Linked DNA regions of Gossypium hirsutum: region 2 is linked to region 1. The links are chromatin contacts, called in public Hi-C maps. All regions are on one chromosome and are shown on one strand. Each heading gives the region's core, a stretch centred on a gene start, on an enhancer-like site or on the middle of the called end of the contact. The rest is flanking DNA. Distances are from core to core; before and after follow the strand shown. Region 1 holds the start of LOC107951046 (auxin-induced protein 22D-like). Region 2 holds the start of LOC107951139.

Evidence for each region. A called contact is a pair of places that touch in the nucleus more often than the background predicts.
Region 2: a contact with region 1 is called in a Hi-C map of leaf, with 1.9 times the contacts expected there. The contact joins the promoter of LOC107951139 here to the promoter of LOC107951046 in region 1. A contact is called at or near these places in 12 of 34 Hi-C or Micro-C datasets (callus, hypocotyl, leaf and 1 more).

Annotation. Positions count from the first base shown.
Region 1 is chrA08:10,681,742-10,686,289 of Gossypium_hirsutum_v2.1, reverse strand. LOC107951046 (auxin-induced protein 22D-like) reads right to left here and starts at 2,167. Exons shown (of 4, transcript NM_001327583.2): 1 at 1,812-2,167; 2 at 1,525-1,730; 3 at 1,330-1,429; 4 at 831-1,236. The coding sequence starts at 2,035. The coding sequence ends at 1,164.
Region 2 is chrA08:10,435,990-10,440,657 of Gossypium_hirsutum_v2.1, reverse strand. LOC107951139 reads left to right here and starts at 2,784. Exons shown (of 7, transcript XR_001698345.2): 1 at 2,784-3,295; 2 at 3,677-3,790.

The DNA.
Region 1 (4,548 bases), core at 918-3,417:
TCTATCAAATCAAAAGTAGTTATAAAAAAAATTTAGTTACCGATTGAGTTTTAATTTGATTGATATTACTATTATTATCAGTATAAAAATATGTGGATTCGAGTGCGCTAAAACACATTATATTCTTATTTATGGGTTGGTATCGTATTGGTTATGCTAAGCATTAATAAAAGGTAAGTATATTAAACCATGAGACATGTTTTTACTTTTTTTCTCACAACTTCAAGAGGCATTTCGATGCTACAATTGTGGCCTTCTTACATGCAAGTCACAATCCAAAAAATGGTCATTAATCATCCGGTACAGAGCAACTTAGGTCAATCTCATAACTTATACCACAGTTGAAATTGTATGGAAAATCCACTAAACATGATCCATGTTGGCATTAAATACAGAAAATGATGAGGTTTTCAACAACGAGATACATTCTAGAGAAGCCTACAGCAACATCCAAGCTTTGCGTTATTAGACACAAGATTATGCCTTTATTTAATTGCTCTTGACTTTTTAAATTATGCCATCAGTTGGTAAAGAACCAAATTCTGCCGACTGTTTTAGTTCAAAGGTTGCTTTCACACTGAACCTTATTATTGACAGTATTGATAATTTCAACTTAAACATGATGAATTCAAGATGGAACCTGCCCTTGTCCTTGTTCTAAACCTTCTGTTTTTTTTTTTTTTTGCTGTAAATCTTACTTTTAGATGATATGGTTTCTCTACTCCACAAAAAGAATACGTGGATGTCATGAGTTAAAAGAACTAAGCCAGTTTGATTTCATACAAACAACCATAGTATGTTTGCTCTAAAATTCTAATCAAAACAGTACATGCATAAACTGTATTCTATTGCCTTCTTATTTAATCTTCTTCGTATACGGGAAAAATGATAAAGCAATAGTGTATGTCGTTTTGTACAATTGGATTGGATCTTAACTATTCTTTAATATCGTGCCTTTTTGTTTTTGTGCTATAAAACAAGTATAGATATTTGACATGCATAGAGGAGGCTAAAAAGGCCAGCCATGTTGTCAAATCTTTGAGAAATTTTTCTCTAGCAAATAGCCCCCTCACTTTCCAGGAAGACCAAATTGATCTTCCTTGTAGAATTTGGATTATCCAAAGCCAAAGAAAACTTTCCTTCTTGTTAAATAATTTGGTGGCTCATACACAGCCCAACCCTCTAGCTTCTGATCCTTTCATGATTCTCAGCCTCTTGCAGGAGGAAATGAACATCCTGTAAACAAATGAGAGAATAAAAAAATGAGTTTATTGGTAATTATAACTAAAGGAATTCAATATATATTTAAGTATGGAGAAAAAAACTTACTCCCAGGGAACATCTCCAACAAGCATCCAGTCACCATCTTTGTCTTCATAAGTAGGAGCATAGTCAGATCCATTGTAGCCTTCCCTCTTTGAGTATGCACCTTTAAATTTGCAGATCAATAAGCCAATCAGAACTATAGCTTTTTTTATCATAGGGTTGATTTAATTTAATTTAATTTGTCAAGGGAAATCTTACCAATGGTGAGCTTGAACATATTTTCCAAAGCTTTGAGGAGTTGAGGATAGCGCCCATAAACCTTGAGATCAATCTTTCTGAGATAAGGAGCTCCATCAACGCTTACTTTCACATACATCCCCATCCCTTCAACTTCATTTCTCTTGGAACTTTGTAAGCAATTTTTCCTGTTTGATCGGATTGGTGGCCATCCTACAACTTGTTCCCTGCATTAATCCATGGAATTTTACGTTAAGATTCTGTTATCAGCCTTACCCTATAGTCTTCACCGGTAAATATATACTTACTTGGCAGGAGGGGGACTGTCTTGATCATCACTCCCAGACATTGTAATGCTAGAATTGCTCTCAGAACTCGATACCTCAGAAATCTCAGGTACAGTTCTTTTATTATTTCTGATACTGGGATTTGTTTTTCTTTGGGGCTCATCATCACCACAACCAGGCAATCCCAATCTTGGCTCAGTTGCCATGAGATTGAGATCATTCTCGTAATTCACTCTCCTTTCCATTGCTATATCCTTCAATGTTGCTCCAAATCTTGTACAAGTTGATGAATTTTCTTTTGCAGATTCCTTTTAAAAACTCTTTTAACTCTCCTTTTTTTTGTGGTTGCTGTAACTGTATGTTGATGATGATGAAGCTGGGGAGGGCAGGGTAACTAGTTTTATCGGGGGGCTTGAAAGGGACAATATCTGGGCTGTAGGTGACTTTGCTTTCTCCTGCATGTATTTCGTTGATGAGAAATGACAAATGGTATCCCGCGAACGCGGTGTACTACGCGCTTCCTCCACGACACAATGACTTGGGATTCGGGGACACGTTGAGCAAAGCGCGTGGATTGGGATCCCAGACAACTATAGATATGGCTGCCTGTTACATGTGGGGCAGTGTCGAGTTTGGGCGCACCAAATGAAGGGGACAAGGGAGGGACAACCACACCCGATGATATTGAAGAATGTGGACGGAATTGGACGGCTGAGATTGGGGGTCTGAGGGTGAGGATTTCATTGGAGAGTCTAATTGTGAAATTCATCCCTTTACTTTACAAAACTTAGATTTTCATTTATATCTGAAAATTGAGAAGTTAATTCAGTTGTTGATTTTTAGGTTAATGATTTGACATTAAGCATTAACAATATTATTCAATTAAACTACTTCCAAAGTATGAAGATCAAATTGTAAGGGACTAAATGATTAATTTTCATAAAATAGGGATGAAATTTAAAATTAGAAAAATTTGGTAGTATTAGGAGGGGGATTGGGAACAGCAACATGTGAAAAGGAGGTCCCACGTAGATGTGATTTGATAGTTAAGGCAATTACATGTGGGGTTGACAACAGTGAGATATTTCTTTAATTGATGACTTGTAAAATGTAACGTGTCATGTGGCATTTCCAATGCTGCTACCTCTTTGTTGTTGTGTCTCTAAGGTTGGTTTAGTCCTATTGTATTTGTGTAAATTGAGTGACTGAAATTGCCGGCTTGTCCAGTTCGCAAATTTTGGATTTTTTATAAAAATAAGATAAAAAAATACTAAAATAATATAACCAAAAAAGTATTTAATAAAATGGTACATTTCAGGGTGGTGTCGCCTATGGCAGTGGCATGACCACCCTGACTCCGACAACTTCTGTCATTTTCTATTAAAAAAAAAGAAAAAAAAGGGATTTGCCTGACAGCACAGGTTACGCCTAGAGGAGAGGTGACACCAGTGCTGCTGTCATGGAAGAAGAAGAAGAAGAAGAAGAAGAAGAAGAAGAAGAGGACGGTGGGAAAGGAAAGAAAGAAAGAAAAAAAAGAAAGATGAGAGAGGGAAAGAAAGAGAAAAATAAGGAAAAAAATAAATAGAAAGGAAAGTTTAGAGTTTAGGAAAGAATAATTAAACACGTGTTTTAATTGTTATAATTATTATTTCTTTTCCTTTTTTGGTTTTTTACAAGAATAATTAAAGTGTTAAAAATATAAAATTTTTTTGTTATAAAATTTAATTTATTATTATTATTATTTTTGATTTAATTGGAATTTAATTTTATTTTTATAAGGTATTATTTGGTTAAAAAAAGTTATTAAGGTATGTTTGTATTTATTTTATATTTTTATTGATTTATAATTTATTTTTAATATTTATTGAAGTAAAAAAACCTATTTATGTTATGTTCAAAGAATGTTTTATTTTTATGTAATTTATTTGTTATGTGTGTTTTAGGTTGATTAGGTATATTTTTTATATAATTTAAATTATTTGGCATGTTATAATTATCTGTTGTAATTAATCATTACAAATTGGTTACTTATCTTGTACAATTAACCTGCAAAATATTACACTATATTAAATTATGAGTTAAAAAATTATATCAACTTTTAAAATAACATAAAAAAAATTATACCGACATTTAAAATGACAATACATACAATTAACATATAATATTTCTATTGAATAAATTAAGAGAAAAATAAAAATAAATATTACAAATTTATAAACTTAAATATTTACAGATAATAATATTTCTTTATTATTTGTATATACAAATTAAATTTTATAACAAAAAAAGTTACCTTTTAAAAATTTTAATTATTCTTCCCTAAACCCTAAACTTTCCTTTTTATTTATTTTTTCCTTATTTTTCTCTTTCCTTCCCTCTCTCTTCTTTTTTTTTTTCTTTCTTTCTTTCCTTTCATGCTGCCCTCTTCTTCTTCTTCTTCTTCTTCTTCTTCTTCTTCTTCTTCTTCTTCCATGGCAGCAGCATTGGTGCCTCCTATGGGGAAGGCGTGACTGGTGCTGTCAGGCAAATCCCTTTTTTTTCTTTTCAGATTTTTTTTTCGTTTTTAACCTTTTTTTTAAACAGAAAATGGCAGAAGTTGTCGGAGCCAGGGTGGTCACGCCACTGCCATAGGCGGCACCACCCTGGAATGTACCATTTTCATAAATATTTTTTTAGTTGCATTATTTTAGTATTATTTTATTTTTTATCTTATTTTTGTAAAAAACCCACAAATTTTGATCTTCAAATATCTCAATGA
Region 2 (4,668 bases), core at 1,535-4,034, 250 kb after region 1:
GGAATAAAACAAATAGCTAAACCAATTGTCTGTGACCATAGTTGCTTCGAACTCTAAATCTTTTCAGGACAATGTCATTAGTTTTAATTTGGTAAAGTTAAAATTGAGTAGTTTGAAATTCAAAATTCAAATGTTGATCTTTTGTAGTTATACAAAATTCTAGTATGAGTTATATAAGAAGAGAATCAAAATCTTGCATTCTTTCCTACTTAAATTGCTTGGTAGCTAAAAAGAAAAGGTACCAATTGATGAATTATGCCATTGTTAAGAGTAGACAGTGAGAAGCCAAATTTTCTACAAGAACAATAGAGACGGAGGATGACCTTAAGAAATTGCTAAAGAGAAGTATAAGGCCCTCACAAAAAAATACAAATTGAACATGAAGAAGGTAGTTTTACTGCATTCATTGGAACATGATATTTGCAAAACAACACCAAAAGGAAGTAAGGTTTGGCTTAGAGCGACAATTTAGATCCTTCATCTTCATCAATAAAGGAAGTGTAAACAATGTAAAGAGTCCAAATCAGACTGAAGAGACCCAATAGGATCCACCTAAGCAGGTTGCTACTCATACCAAATAGAAGTCTAGTTTCTTTTGTGGACATTCGGTCGTCCATCAGACCCATGGCTGGGCTTGACATGGTAGTTGCACACACTGCTGCCAACAATGAAGCACTCATCCCCATACTTGTTAACCCTTTCTACTAGGTACAAGCCTTCTTCTGTATGGAACACATCACTTTCCCCTTCTATGCCATTGCCGACAACCCTGAAAATCGATTTCAGTTTCAGATGAAAAAAAAAAGAAAAGAAAATGACCCCTTCATTATTTTAATATAAACACTACAGCAAAACAGGTTTTTAGCAGCGTTTGAATGAAAAATGCCACTATAGATCGAGCATTAGCGGCGCTTTTCTTAAAACGTTGCTAAAAAACGAGCATTAGCTGCACTTTCTAAAAAACGCCGCTAAAGATCAAGTATTAGAGGCGCTTTTTAAAAATGCCGCTAATGCTTGATTTTTAGCGGCGCTTTTCATAAAACGCCACAAAAAATTTTGCACTTTTAGTGGCTTTAGTGGCATTTTTTAAAAACGCCGCTAAAGATCGAGTATTAGTAGCGCTTTTTAAAAAAAGCCGCTAATGCTTAATTTTTAGCGGCGCTTTTCAAAAAACGCCGCAAAAAATTTAGCACTTTTTGGTGGCTCTAGTGGCGTTTTTTTTAAAAAGCCGCAAAAACTTTTGCAAAATGACATCGTTTTATATTGAGCTTTTAGTGGTTGTAGCGGCGCTTTTTTTAAAAACGCCGCTAAAGATCAAGTATTAGCGGCCCCGCAAAAAACATTTCATCTGTCTATTTATAATTTAACTGGTTTATTTATATTAAAATACAATTTATTTTTAATTGAATATTTAAATTCTTCAGAAAAATAATGACACATAGAAAAATTTTGAAAGTAAAAACATAGAAAAATATTTGTTAAAAATGAAAAAATTAAAATGCTATTATTTAAAATAATTTTAAAGATTTTTGGTATATGACTGATTGTTTTTTAATTTATATGTTAAATATTTTCTTATATGTTAAATATTTTCTTATATAATTGTAAAATGGATAGTATTAATTTTAAAATATTGAATTAATTATCATTATAGTTTAGGGTTTACAGTTGAGGGCATATGATTAAGGGTTTAAGGTTTATAAGTTACTATTTTAAGGTTTATGGATTATGGGTTTAGAGATTATGGTTTAAGGATTGGGGTTTAAGGTTTAGGGGTTAGGGGTTTAGGGTTTATATTTTAGGATTTAAGGTTTATGATTTAGGGACTAGAGATTAGGAGTTTAGGGTTTAGATTAATTAATTAATTATAATTATGGTCACATAAAATTACAATAATTATTAAAAATTATGGTTATACAATAGAAACACATTGTTTACACAATAATGTTTATTATTTCGAGTTTATGGTTTTGTGTTTTAAAGTTTATGATTTAGGGTTTATGATTTGGGATTTAGTGGTTTATAGTTAGGGTTTTAGTGTTTATGGTTTATGGTATTGTAAATTATTAACACAATTATTGATATAACATCATTTTATATTTATATGTTGCATACATAAATATTTATAATTATTCAATATAAAAATATATTGATGTATTTATTTTTTAAAATGTGTATGATTAAATAAAAATTAAAGTTTTAACTATACATTTAAACCACAATTATAACTTCATGTCTACAATTACACATTAAACCAAAATTCATATATAATTATGAAATGTATCTCTATCAAAATTTAGGTGTATACATATAATTAAATGCCATTTATATAAAAATCTAAACAACTAATGCGGACCATACTTAAAAGAATATGCTTGTATTGCTGTGTCATTTTGTATTTTTTTTAATTCATCGATTCCATTTTATTTATGTTAAAGTTTCCTTTTATATTTTGTATGTTAATTTAAAAATTATAAAAATCCTCAAAAAAATTTAAAATTTAAAATTTAAAATTTAAAATTTAAAATTTAAAAATAAAAAAATTAAAAATTAAAAATTAAAAAATTAAAAAATTAAAATTTTAATCCATATTTCAATTAAAAAATTTAATATTCAAAATTAAAAAAATTCCAAAAAATATAATCTCAGCAGAAAAATTTTGAAAGAGAAAAAGAAAGAAAAGGTTAAAAATGAAAAAAATTTAAAATTGGACAATAGTGACGTTTTTGGGGAAAACGTCACAAAAAATAGAGCTATAGCGGCATTTTTCTTGAAAACGCCGCAAAAAGGGAAATCAAAATCCCGCTCACTCCCCCAAAAAAATTTTGTTTACCCGCTTTCCTCCCTGTTCTTCTCATCTCTGTCCCTTTTTACTCTCAAAGTTTGCTTCCAACAACACCAAGTCAATACAATCACGCTTCTTTTTCATTTTCATTTCACTGTACTAAATTCACCCACCATAGCTACTGCTTTTCTCTCGATCTGTTAGGGTTTCTTTTAATTCTAGGCTTTCAAGGGAACGTACAGTTTCTTTTTAATTTTCCCCAATTCCCTCTCTTCTCCTATAATCCCTAAATTTTCATCCCCAAGTTCCCAACCCATTTGCCACCGAAGAATCCGACCGGACCACCTGGTGCATCGCCCTCGACTAACCCCTCTGCTACGTCGCCGTCGCTGTCACTGTCGGTCTCTACTGCCACAACTGTCGTAATGCATTAGATGCTTTTTACGGTTGGAAACATGAAGGTTTGCCTCCTGTTAAAGTTCCTTCTGCTGCTCAATGGAAATTCAGAAGGTAAAAAGAAATGTCAATTATTTTATTTAACGTTTTTGGTGATTTAAATTCAGTTTTACGATCATTTAGTTTGATTTTATTTTACTTTTGAATATTAAACTAAAAGTGAAGCACAATTGATTGTTTGGATGTTTCAGTAAACCGTTCCAGCATGATATTGGACTATGACTGTGGAAGTGACATGGTTGAGCTTGATTCAGACAAGTTGTATTTTCTTTTAAAGGATCTGCTAGAATTAGGCTTTTGTTCTATGTCATGCATTAGCTATTTTTGTTTGAGAATTTAGAGACTAGGAAACTTTGCAAAGGTTTATTTTTGTGTCCTAGGATATTTAGGATAGTGATTGATGATGATTTTGTTGTCATTTTAAATTGCAATCAGAACCCAAGGGAAGAAATTTCAGAGGGGAGCTCAGGCCTCCATTAGGAGGATTGCACACTGCAGCTTGATGTCGCTGCGCTCACATGAAAAGAACCAATTCTTTTCTGTGATGAGGTCAGTGTCTTAAACTATAAACATTGTATGAAAGACGATACATTGTATTTTGTATGCTTTTCTTAACATTCTTAAGTTTGCATTTAGGGAAGTATTCATGTTTATTACGCAGGTTTTTCTTGAATGCTCCTCCTAAAATTACATTTACCTTTCTTTTAAAACTTCTTCATCTTCCCAACTTCAATCTTCTTTCATTTTATGTCCTTGGAGATGAATGGAAACATTTGGTTTTGGGGCAAAGCAAAGAAAACAAGTAGAATTAGGGGGAAAAAAAGAGAGTAGGTTGGGATCAACTATGAATATGAACACCGACATAGACAGATTCCTGTTCCAGTCTTGTAGTGGTACTAAAACTAAACTAATACTATGCTTACCGACTATGTATTATTGCATGGTCTATGAATGATCATATAAAAATGCTCCACATCCTTACGCTCTCTAAATCCGCCGATAATCTGCCTTCAGGTAATTGCGCTCTATTTTTTACTTTGAATATTTCCTGCATCATTTTCTGGTATTTGGCTAAGTAATAAATTACAAGCGAAAACAAAGAACACTGAATTTTGTTTTAGCTAAATATGCTGGAGAATAAGAAAAACATAATAATATCCTTCTTTATTTATTGCTGAAAGTGCATGTATATTGACGAGAAAGAAAAGAGCAAATTTTGAAGAACCCTATTCTGTTTTCTCGCATTCAAATACTAAAGGAGCATTGTCTTCATCCCTTTCTATTTTATAAGAAATTATCCTGCTTCTTTGATCTCCTGTCCTTTTTCTTTAATTTCTGCTATTACATTTTTATTTTATCACTTTTTGAATTCATCAATTTTAATCACCATACTGTAAATACACTGTGAAAGTGGTAACTTAGACAAG